Linked DNA regions of Mus musculus: region 1 is linked to region 2. Evidence: chromatin contacts called from public HiChIP or PLAC-seq data. All regions are on one chromosome and are shown on one strand. The core of a region is the stretch at or near the end of the contact, and the rest is flanking DNA. Distances in the headings are between cores, read along the strand shown. Region 1 holds the start of Fem1al (fem-1 homolog A like). Region 2 overlaps Rtn4 (reticulon 4).

Region 1 (6,037 bases), core at 1,955-4,454, 100 kb after region 2:
CTGGCTGCCTGGAACAGAATGACCTGGAGGAACAGATGAGACCATTGCCCTTAACATGCTGACTGCTGAGTGCTTCTGTTAAATCTTTTTATTTTTATTTTTTATTTATTTATTTATTTTTTAGCTGTTCAGTAACTTTTTGTGGTTCTGGGGCTGCACACAGGGCCTCACGTGGGCCAAGCTAGTACCACATGGGTCCATCACTGCCCTGGCTGGCAGTCCCCCACCTCCCCCTATCTTGGTTAGAAGCCCATCCCCAGAAGTTATTGGGATACTGGGGACTCCTCAATACAAGAGGGGTCAGGTCCTCAGCGATGATGGTGACAGTGTGACAAGTGTGGCACAGATGTGAACCTGGTGGCCAGGTGGCCTGATGGCCATCTGCCTGGCAGTTCCAGCTGCATCCCAAGGTTGGGAACTGTCCGTCCATCCAGAGGGCGGGACAGGAGGCACTGGTGTATGCCTGGCTGTGGCTCTTGCAACTGCCTCTGGGCTTTCTTGGGAGATAGTCCTCTCTCTAATCAGCACAGAAATGAGGAGCCTTCCCAGGACCTTGGTCACAGATCTGCACACACAGTTCATGCCGTTCTCAGCTGTGGCCACTGCAAAGTACTGACAACTCCCAACTCAGTCATTACTAAGTCCAACAAACAGAAACCAGTGAAAACAGACAGAAAAACCCTCACAAACATGGGCTCCAGGTTGCTGCCCATCTGCTTAGAAAAGGAAAAACCAACTGCAAACATCTAGGTGGTCAGTGCCCACTGCAGGAAGGAGACAGCTTTGCTCACTGCAGGACTCTAGGACAGTGCAGAGGCCTCCAGACCTAGACAGAAGCATGCCACTGGGGAGGCTCAGGCATCCGGGATTTTGTTTTTTGCACTTCCACAAAAAAAGACCGTCTTCCTATCATGTGACCCTGAAGGCTTCTAGAATCAGCAGCTGGGTTCACTCCAGCAGGCCATAGGGCCTGGATGCTTCTGCTTGGAGAAGTAAGGCCCAAGTGGGCACCAGCAGCTGGGCAGGCTCAGTGCAACTGGATGAAGGCCTCCAGCTCCTCTGGGATGAAGCCCTTATAAGGGACCTTGTTCCTGTCCAGGGCACGGGCAGCTAGGCACTGCAGTGTCACATAATTGAAGGGCTGCACGGTGCTCTTGGCCAACAGCTTCGAGTCCAGCAGCTCATAGGCAGTCTTTTTGAAGGTATTGGTGGCGTCCATGTGGGCCCCAGCTTCGATGAGAGCATCCATGATGGCCGGGCAATTGTTCTGGGCAGCGATGTGCAGTGGGCTGTTGTTGTCGAAATCCCTGCTGTCAGGGTCTGCTCCGCAGTCCAACAGCACCTTGACCACCTGCAGTGACGGGAAGACGCCCACATGATACTGGCCCACGTTGGTGGTCTCCTTGTCCACCGCCATGTGTAGTGGGGTGAAGCCGTTCTTGCCACGAGGGGCACACTTGAGCAGGCGATAGACTGTCTGGTGCTTGAGGTGTTCCTGCCTGGGGGTGCACTCCACCTTCTCCAATAGGTACAGAAGGTGGAGGATGATGGCAATGGCTTTGGTGAACTGTGCGGAGTCATCCGGTTCCTTGGGCAGCTGCAGAGCCCGTTCCACTTCCCGAACCCCTTTGCTGAGCACACCTATGAGGTCGGCAAAGTCAAGCTGCATGCCTAGGTTGCCCTTGGCCGAGTGGTCCTGCAGCACGTAGGAGAAGAGCTCTGCAAACGACAGGAAGCTGCTGGCGGTCATGGGGCTCAGGGGCTCCAGGTTGTTTTGTTGCATGTCCAAGGCATACTTCCACAGACGGATACAGCGCTCGAAATTCCCGGAGTCCGCATAGACAGCACCCCGGTACCGTATGTAGTATGAAGTGTCAGGATGTGAGGGGCCCAAGATTCTCTCCCGTATCAGCAGCGCCTGCATCCGCATCTCATCAGGATCTGTAATGAGGGCTTCCAACTCTTGAGGCGTAGTCACCTCCCTGGAATAGTCATAGGCCAGAACCAGTTGCTGGGGCTCTGGCTTAGGGAGGAAGCCTCCACCCTGGTGGCGGAGTTCCATCGCCCTTCTCCAGTGCTTCAGGGCTCCAAGCAGATCCCTTTTCTTATCCACATAGGTGGCACCCAGCAGCTCCAAAGCTTCCACAGCCGCTTCCCGGCTGGTAGGGCAGCAGCTCTCATACTGTTCTGCATCTTCTGGGGTGGAGCAGTGGTTTCCTGCCATCTGGGAGGAGCCTTCTCCAGGAAGCTCTGTCCCTGAGAGCTGCTCGTGGCTCGGCTGTTCCTGGATGAGGTACTCCACGATGTTGGTGTGCCCAGTGATGCTGGCGGCCAGCAGCGGCGTCATGCCATAGCCGTCGCGCTCCATGCGCGCGTGGCAGCTCAGCAGCAGTTGTAGGATCTCCAGGCTGCCAGATTCTGCACAGTCGTGCAGGGCGGTGTTGCCCTTGGCGCTGCGCCGGTTCACCTGTGCGCCGCGCTCCAGCAGGTAGCGTGCGATCTCGCGGTGGCCCTTGTAGCAGGAGATCATAAGGCACGTGTGGCCGTGGCGATTGGCCACCTCCAGGTCCGCCTTGTGCTCGCCCACCAGGCAGCGCACCACGTCCAGGTGGCCGTTGAAGCAGGCGGCGCGCAGCGGTGTGGAGTTGGTGCACGTGGTGCGGTTGACCGAGGCGCCTCGGTGCAGAAGGCTACGCACCACGGCCAGGTGACCCGCGGCCGACGCTGCCCAGAGCGGCGGCGCGCCCTCGATGGTCTCGCCATCGAAGTGCACAGAGCCACTCGCCTCCACGCTGGCGCCGCAGTGGTCCACCAGATACTCCACCACGTCTAGGTGTCCACGGCGCGCTGCGATTAGCAGTGGCGTTCCACCGCCGGCCACCTCACCCAGCAGCTCCTCCAGCTCCTCACGCCCACGGCTGGCCAACAGTTTCTGCAGCAGAGGCAGCTTGCCGTCGTGCGCCGCATTGTACACCGCTGTGTGCAGATCCATGCTGGAAGCCTCGCTGCTGGATCTAGCCGGGCCGCCGGTCGCCAGAGACATCCTTCACCTTCTCCAGGGCTGTCATCTTAGCGGTTCTCCTGCTTCTGTTAAATCTTGATTGTCTGTCTGCCCCAGTGTGTGGTTTTAGGATATAAATGAGAATATAAACTGGACCCAGCATCAAAACTGTCCTGGTTTGAGTCCACTAGTTGTTAGGATTCTGTTTGGACTTCACCCCCACAGTTACTTGGCAACAGCCAGGTAGGCCTGGCTCACTATAAAATGGTGGTCCCTCAGAGAGAAGGGATGCCTCTACATGGGCCGGCTGAGACACCACCTTCCTCCATACCTCACCACACCTCCATAGGGCATATCCTTATATTTCTTTATTTTTTAATAATCATAACATTGTGCCGTGAGTCAGATCTAAAATCTCTTCAAGTTTACATCCCATCTCAGCCACAACAAGAGAACTCCCTAGCCCAAGATCTGGTAAGCCCCCATCCTTTCCCATCTCTATGGTCCCAGGGGAGAGTTCTTGAGATAGGAGATACCCCTGTGTTGTCCTTGAGGATGGGAGACATCCAGTTTTTCCCTTGGGTGAGATTTCCCTCTCCTTAGAGACAGTTTCTTTCTTGCGTCTGAGAACTTCAGGCTGGGCCTGGACCACTGCTCTCTGGCTCAACAGCACCAGGGCTCTGAGCATTAGACTTTCCCTTCTCCCCTCCCTCATTTACAACCTGCTGCAGACTAGTTCAACAGGTTTACCTGCCTGCCTGATCCTACTTACTGCCCTTCCTGCCCCCTATGAATGTAGAGAGCTTTTAGTACCACTTATAAAAATTTGGCAAGTACTTGTCACTGGGCTCAAGGCAGTAGGCTCAGATAAGAATATTCACATTTGGGCTGATGCAAGGATCAAGGTAAACTCAGCCAAGGAAGGTGTGACTTCCTTTTTGTCCTGGTCATCCTGATAAGCCCCCAGACCCAGTGACTGGGGGTGGGGGGTGGGGGGGAGGATTTTGTTTATTGCTTTGTTTGATTACTACCTGGTGTGATCTCTTAGTTCTTTGCCTTATTTAATCACTTTGTCTTTGACTAAGAACTGACCTTATTCTCTGCTAGTACCTAGCATGGTGTAAAAGCTGCTGTTAAAGCCACTGCAGCCTCAGCTGGAGCCATGTTATAATGTTCTCTAACTGTTCTTTTCTTCTCACTTGCTGCCCTTCCCCTCTGCTCCTTAGCTCTGCTCCTGGTTCTCAGCCTGAAAAGTAGGTCCCTGCCCCTTACATCCTGCCAGAGTTCCCATCTGTTAGATTTGACAAAGTCAAATGGGCCCAAACCAACCACGCAGTTCCACTCTTCCTGCTACGAGCCTGCGGAAGCTCACAAACACACACTGGCATTCGATGGATAAGGAGTTTTTCCAGTCAGCAGGAGGGCTGACTCTAATTTCCCAGATAGGGCCTGGCCAGCTTTTTTTTTTTTTCTGGGGGCTAAAGGGTTGACATTTCACAGCCACTGTCCTTATGACCAACTTCCCAGGTGACATATGAGTTAGGACATCGACCCTTGGGTGACCATACCCTTTGAAAGCAGCTCTCGAACTCCCCCACCCCACCCCACCCCCAGCTTTTGCAGCCGTTTAAAAAACCCCTAGGCCTAGGGTAGGGCCCTTTCTGGTAAGTCCTGGACTTACCATGTAGCCTCTAGGGGGCCTTAGTGAAGGCTTAGGGCACTAGCCTGGCTAGAATTTTTGGTTATTGAATTATTCTCAGGATGCCAGTACAAATAATCCAATAACTCTCCAGTGGGTGCTGCAATATCTTCAAATGTATATTTTAAGAGATCGTCACGCATACTGCCAGCAGTCTGGTAAATTAAAAATGTCCCCTATGCCCAAGCATTTACCTATTCATGCTCCACACCCCTGGCTTGTTCTCACAGCCTGCATGCTCAGTTTGTGACATAGGCTGAACCTACCTGGACAAACTCATTTTCTGTGACCGATCTTATGCCACTGCTGCCAGCTTTCTTACTCTGGTCCTAGCCATAAGTCTCTCTGCTAATACAACAATGTACTTTTCTCTACCTACACAACCTGCCAAAGTTACCTAAGGTTTTCATTCCTATCTTGTCTTAATATGAGTTTTACTCCTGTCATTAAATTCTATTCAGTTATATCTAATATATATAGCACTCAGTTTTGTCAGAAGTTTGTTAATTATTAAATTTATGACAGACAGAATTTCCAAAAGTCTCTCCCATGAGGTCTCAGAAGATGTGGACACAGTTACAGGATGCTGCCTGAATTGTGATATGATAACCACTAGAATACACAGTCGGTAAAACTAGATACTCTGAGTCAAATGACTTAGCTAAACCAAGGTCAGTCATTTCTCATGTCACCCATATCCATTCCATAGAGAAAAGGCCCTGCATCTTCTGCACATGAAAGCCAGTCTGACTCTGCCCAAGTTACCATAGAGACTACAGAATCTGCCCGTTACCATAGAGACTACAGAACTGTTGGCTAGTGGACTCTGTCATTTTTAAAATAATGTAACTGCTAGATTTTTGTTTATTCCCCAGACTTCTGACTACACTGACAGCTAGACAGCTATCTCCTTACCTAAACTGTGTTTCCATTAGTTAAATGCTTCATATTTCCTCTTCTTGCTGTGCCACTGTCCTAGCATTATCTGTGTTCCTATAAATTTTTCTAACTCTAATAAAACATTCCACTATATGATCCAACTTTTTAATCTTGTTCCTTCTGCTCCCCAAAAGGCTCATCTTAAAGACTGCTCATGCTGCTAACTCATGTTGTTATCTCTTTTGTAAACTTATAAGCTACAGGAAACCTACTCAGATCTGCCTCTCATGGACCAAATAGGCTCCATCCAGATCAGTACATCTGCCTAACCTATCCCAGAGGGTGAGATTCCTCTGGGTTTCCAATGTACATCTTAAGAAAAAAAATCTTTCATTCTCCCAAATGTACTTAATCTTATTCACTACCTATAATAATGTGTTCCAACATCTTGTCAAGTC
Region 2 (6,305 bases), core at 2,695-5,194:
CTTACTTAGACCTGGTCCCCCATACCTGCATTCTTGTGCTCTCAGACTCCCTTCCCAAAGCTGTCAGTAGTAACAAATATTCTGATTCATGTCTGGCTTTGTTTTTGTTTTGGTGAAGTTTTAAATGTGTTTGCTGTTTGGGTGATTTTTGTTTTTGCTTATTAGATATCTAGTCCTTTAGGCAAAGAGGTATTATAATTGGTGTTGTTACAGTCTTGCTATTTTCTGTTCATTAGCAGAATATTTTGACAAATGAAATCTAATATTTCATTATTGAGGTTATATGGAAAACTTAGATTAAGATGGGAAGACTTGCGAGTCTAGGTCAGTTGGGGGGAAGAATGACGTAACTGTCAGCAGCAGAGACAACTACACAAGTAACCCAGGGCAACCTGCAAGTTCTTTTTTAGACAACACCACAGGAAAGAATCTTAGGACCAAAAGAAGAGGTTAACAGGAAGAGGTGCCTGGGAAGAAAATACAGCATACTGTGCTCACAGTTCTCAAAGAATTGGAACTAGCAGCAGGCATGTGCATTTTGGTGGCTCTCAAGGTACATCTCAAAGGATTGCTCAGAAACTTTTTCTATACATGAGGTTAGAGACTGTCTGATATGATAGTTCCTTGGATGGGCTCAAACCTAATAAGATAAAGTCAGGACTTTAGGATTGCACCAGGGGTTAGGACATGCCCTTTTGTTTGTAAGTGGGCTTTTGATGAGATTCCTAAAAAATTACAGATGTTAAGTATGTTGGAATTCTTGATTCTTAGTTGGTAAGAGGCCTCACCAGGGGAAGGGGCTCCTTTCCCTTCCCAACCCCATAGTCTTTCCTTCCTTTCCAATCACACCTGCTTTAGAAGCACTGAGAAGACACTGTTAATACAGTGACTAGAATTTCCTGGGTAGAGTAGACTGTATAGGATAATGTTGACAGATAGATTTGTAGGCTCAAAGATGATAGAAGGTTAGACGGTCTAGGTCAGGTTTCCTGAAGCTTCTCTGTGGTTCACAAGAAAGAGTCCTGTGATCCTATCAAAACAAGCTCTACAGGGCCTGGCAATCTGGTGTCATCATTTTATAATTGGGCAGATTTGGAAAACAATCTAGGGTTCACACCTTAGTTCTAGTATGTTTTGATTTTGACTAGGTATGAAACTGCCTCTTAAGTTTTTATTCTGTTGTGTGATTTATAGGGTTCCAGTTTTGAGGTTCTCTGGGGTTTTATGACAAGATGCTCTGGGCCAGGTTGTATTGGTTTGATGTTTAAAGTAGGTAGTAATAATAAGTAGTGGTGGGTTCAGAAGGCCATCTGTGGTGTAGTAAAAGCCGGAGGAGAACCTAGAGGCCTGAGTTTGGGATGATTTTAGCTATGCCTGGACTTAAAAAAGAAAACCTTGAACATCATCTGAAATGGGGATGAAAAGGAAGTAACAGATATGAGAAAAATAAGTGAAGAAATACTTGATATTCATCATAGGTTGCAGGACTACATGAATTCGAAGTCACGATGAACAACTATCTATGCTCAGCATCAGTAGATTTTTTTTTAAAGCCAAATTGAGTTCTAGACACTTTGAATTTGAAGTGATGGACATAGCAAGCAATGATAAAGATTACAAAACAAATGCAAAGCGAGGGTATCTTTTTTAAAAAATCGAAGATAGGGAAGGAAAGCCATTAGCACCAAGCCTACATTAATGGAGCACCAGGAAAAGTTAGCTCTAACAGCAGTAGGAGGAGTAGGAGAGTGTGGTCTCACCACCAGGACAGGACTGGAGGTCTGAGGAGGACTGGCTGTCAAGAAACTGTTTAGAATGAAGATAAAGTGATTGCAGACGCTCAGATTTTAGGAGAAAGTGCAGCATTGCCCATGTTTGCTAGTGCCTTTGTAGATTGGGAAGCTCAGCTGGCCTTTGTGAGAACTTTCAGTAACATTAAAATTCAGTTTGATTATGCTTAATGACAAAGTGGCTTTGTCATCATATCTGGTGCATTCTTCCCTTGTGGACTCTTTAGGGCTTCCTACTTTGCCTGGAAGTCAACTGCCAATCTTAGGAAGAAACCTGCTTTTAATTCTATCTAAACTTACCTAAAACTCAGTGTAACTTGGACCTTCATTGTGTTTTTCTAGATTTTTTTTTTTGATTGTTGTTAAGTAGCAGGACTGTGTGTTGTAGAAAATAGAGAATGGCTTTGGGTTTTTAATAATGAAGTAAGGAACTAGAAGATTATATTATACATTGTATTCTGTAATCTTGAACAATTTAGTAGATATTTCCACCTTTAAAGTCACTTACATCACTTTAATATGTTGCTGGTTAAAGTGAGTAAAATTAAATTAAATTCTGTTCTTATTCATGGTTATTGTTCAGTTAATGAAAATTGGGGTTAATACATGCTTGCAGCATTGCTTTTCAGAAAAATTGCTTTGAGCAACGAGTTATTGTTTGTCTGGGAGCCATGGCTAAAATTAATTCTGATGGTTTTAACTTTAGGAATTTTTATCAGTTTTAAGTAAATTACAGAAACAGGTTTGCATTTTTTTTTCAGAAGTGAATGTATATATGTTTTCAGTGGTTATAGAGAAATATAATAAAAAAAAATCTTCAAGGGATATGGATTGAGACCAGTGGTGGAAATTTATTCTGATGCTTTCCTTATTTACCCCTATCTGAATATTCGTATTTTTTTTAATCAGGACTGCTAACTGATCTATACTTCATGTGATGGCTGAATTGAAATTATCTTCTTCAAGAACAGTTGTAATTGTGCCATTGCAAGAGTTTTTCTTTGTGTTTCAAGTTCAACTTATACTGATGATCCTTGGCTAATTATAAAGGCATCCCATGACTCAGTCCTAGCTTACTCCCATCCCCACACGACCCTGAAGGGCCTGCTCCATCAACATGCCTGCTATTTTATTTCTCTGATTTTACCTCTTACACCTTTTCTTCCAATTTTTATTTTGACCATGCAGTATTTAAGACACATTCTTCCCAGATAGACATGATACTGGCCTTCTTTAAACTCTTCTTTTGAGTTGTGACTTCTATTCCATTACATATGGGCTTTATGTCTGTAACATTCTTTAAAGGTAAAAATGGTCCTTTCCTCCTGGGCCTCCTAGTTGGCATGCATAATTTTTCTATAAAATGACAGACATATTTAATGGTTTACTCCTTGCCTTGAACTTTGTACATATATTTCTTTTTAAAAATGATACATCCCCCCCACCCCCATTGGGGATTTAGGATTCTCCTTTTTTCTTAAAGGAGCAATGAAACAATTAAGACTCGTAGGAGTTCTGAAAGATAGCTTAGCAGTTATAAGCACTGGCTTCTCTTGTACAGGACCCAGGTTTGATTCCCACATGGCAACTCACAACCATTTGTAACTCCAGTTCCAAGTTCCAGGGTCTCCTACATCCTCTTCTGCCCTCCATAGGTGCCAGGGTTACACATGGTACACAAACTAAATGCAGGCAAAAATACACATGTAAAAGTAAATACTTCTTAAAAAGAATTTTAGATTTCACCTGCAGATAATGAGTCTTGTCATTTACATTTATTGTAACCATTTAGTTTTATACATAAGGAAACCAAGAAAACTAAATATGCTAGGTTATTTGCATAGACCTTCAAAGCTGGAGTATGAGACCTTGATTTTATAGTTTGTATGAGAACAACCAAGGAGTGATGAGGAAAAGGCTGAAAATTGGCCCATGTTGTGATAATTTATTCATGCATAGCTTACTATGGCAGCTTTTTGTATGTGGTACCATTTACCACTTACTTTTTTTATTTTATGTATATGAGTACACTATAGCAGTCTTCAAACACCCCAGAAGAGGGCATCAGATCCCATTACAGATGGTTGCGAGCCACCATGTGGTTGCTGGGACCTCTGGAAGAACAGTCAGTGCCCTTAACTGCTGAGTCATCTCTCCAGCCCCTGGTTCTCACTCTTAAGAAAAAAAGAGCAGTAGTCTTAGTATCAACTGTGGAAAAAGGTAGATGTGGTTAGTAGTATTACTGAAACTTCTGCTGAGCCTGTGATATAATTTCTCTTAAGGACTGGATTCCGTACTTGCTGTAGGAAGAACATTTCAACAGTCAATAGAATTCTCTTTACTTTTTCTTTTTTTCTTTTCTTTTCTTTTTTTTTTTTTTAACTTAATCTCATCTGTTGCTAGAATTTGGGCTTAAGGGTGTTGAGTTTAATTTAGTTTAATTGTATGCAGTCTTTTATAACTAATTTTTATAACTAAAAATTGTCAAATTTTGTGCAAGGAGTGTTTAGGAGTAAGTAAGTAGATAGATACATAGAGAGAAAATACTTAGCTTTAATTTAGAATGGTATTACATGTATGGACTTTACTATGAATGGAAAATTATACCATGGTTTAGAGAAATTGGAAATGTGAAGTTAGGGATATTTTCTATTCTGTTTTTGTATATTGATGCCCCCAACATGAAAATTTTTTTATGTGTGTAAGTGTGTGGGCTCTCCATGTTGCAGTGTGTGTGTGAAGATCGGAGGATGACATCTATGAGTCCTGTGGGTCCCAGGTATCAGACTCTGGTTATTCAACTTGTTGTCATGTGCATCAGTTTGCCAGCCCGTTTTGTATTGAAAGCTATATGAACTAAATAATCAGTGGTTTGAATTATTAATGAGTCAAATGTGGTGGTAGGAGCTTACTATTCTTATTTTTTAAAAAAGTTGTTTTTAAAATAGGGCTTTAAAATTGAAACCTGACTTCAAGCTAACTTCAGGCTAAGTTGAATGTAAATTTAAGGAAATTCATTTAAGGAAAATGTAACAGGATGACTTGTGCATGTAACACATTTGATCTAGCACTATTTTTAGCTATAGCAGATGACAGCCTGTGATTACCAAATGTAGGCAGCTCTTCTTTCTTTGTACCAAGTCAGTGAAAGAAAAACTGGGTTCCTTTAAATTTAAATTTTAGTTAGGTAAGGTGCACTATACAAAATAATCAAAAGTTTTCTATATTTTTTAATTTTGAAAACAAAGATAAACTGCAGGGAAATGAATCTATTTTTCTAAATTATTTAACTAGATTGGCATAAACCCCTATGTGTTTCCCATAGTTGTAAGGGAAAAATCACTGTTCAGTTCTTCTTGGATCTTTAAAAGGGGTGTTCTATGAACATTTTATATGAGTTAGAAACTTCCTTATAAAAACATGCTTTATCCAATATTTTCATAAGAATTTCCTGCATGTGAGTGTGCTGCCTGCCTGGGTATGTGTGTATCACACGTCTGCCTGGTGCCCATAGTGGCCAGTAGAGGAGCTAGTCCCCTGAACTTCATTTACACATTGTTGTGAATCACAGTGGGGTGATAGAAATCAAACCTGTGTGTTTCTAAAAGAGCCTTCTCTCTAGCACCCCTTATCAGATATTTACTTTGTATTTCCTCCCATTTTGTAGATTGTCTTCACCTTCTTCATTATGTCCTTTGAAACAAAATATTTTATTTTAAGAGGCTCAGTATATTTACTTTTCTTGTGTTTATGCTAATACCATATGTTAAGAAACACAGCCTTGAAGATCTACACTTTCTTTATTCTTTTAACTAAATTGTTATTTTTAACAGCTACCCTTCATGTAAACATGTGTAGGAATGTGTATAGAGGTCAAAAGACAGCTTATAGGGACTAATTCTTGCCTTCTACCATGTGGGGCTAGGAGCTAAAATGTCTTAGCAAGCTTGGTGGCAGGTGCACTCAGCCATTTTGCCAACTGTCTAAAAGCATTTTATAGTTTAAACTCCAATCTTTAGATTTTTATTCTATTTTGAGTTAAAACAATATTTTGTCATCTTTAATAGTGTGTTTGTCATGAATGCAGATAGCTACTGTGGCTAGAGTGGTCAGATCCTCTGGAGCTGAAGTTAAAGAGATTTGGGAACCATTAATGGCTGAGCCATCTCTCTACCCCATAAGTTAACCTTTCATGTCATATAAAGTACAGGAATCTAAGGAGTCCAGTGGCATTCCCCTGCAGTTGGACATCCAGTTGTTCTTAGCTTCCTTGTCAAATTCACCTGACTATAAATATAAAAGTTGATTGTATTTCACTTATGTTCCTTTGTAACCATGTATATGACTGTAGGGTCGGGTTTATGTTTTGTTTTCTTTTTTTGAGACAGAAGCTTGCTATGTAGCTCCAACTGACTTCTAGCTTGCCATTCTCTTGTTACTGAAAGCTTTGCAGGAAATTTTGCAGAGGAGAAATGTGAGCCCTTTAACTTTATTATTGTTTTCCAGGATTTCTTT

The links. HiChIP or PLAC-seq counts read pairs in DNA pulled down with a chosen protein or histone mark.
Region 1: a contact with region 2 is called in an H3K27ac HiChIP or PLAC-seq map of embryonic stem cells, with 6 read pairs. The contact joins the promoter of Fem1al here to the enhancer-like site in region 2. A contact is called at or near these places in 9 of 39 promoter capture datasets (3T3-L1-derived adipocytes, the C10 cell line, the HPC-7 cell line and 3 more), 1 of 15 datasets of contacts at CTCF or cohesin (the NIH/3T3 cell line), 12 of 484 Hi-C or Micro-C datasets (the G1E-ER4 cell line, the HPC-7 cell line, Sertoli cells and 8 more), 4 of 115 datasets of contacts at active chromatin or transcription factors (bone marrow-derived macrophages, embryonic stem cells and neural progenitor cells) and 3 of 9 other capture datasets (adipose tissue, liver and pancreatic islet).

What each region holds. Positions count from the first base shown.
Region 1 is chr11:29,822,464-29,828,500 of GRCm38.p6, forward strand. Fem1al (fem-1 homolog A like) reads right to left here and starts at 3,205. Exons shown (of 1, transcript NM_176829.2): 1 at 1-3,205. The coding sequence starts at 2,992. The coding sequence ends at 1,028. All of the region lies in intron 13 of Eml6 (echinoderm microtubule associated protein like 6), which reads right to left.
Region 2 is chr11:29,720,492-29,726,796 of GRCm38.p6, forward strand. All of the region lies in intron 3 of Rtn4 (reticulon 4), which reads left to right. Among named protein-coding and RNA genes, the nearest start is that of Rtn4, 31 kb to the left of the region's middle. Within about 2 kb of position 3,945, at least 8 of the 459 cell types and tissues checked have an H3K27ac peak or open chromatin away from gene starts, as enhancers often do. A contact at or near this core is called in bone marrow-derived macrophages and embryonic stem cells, where this site is marked.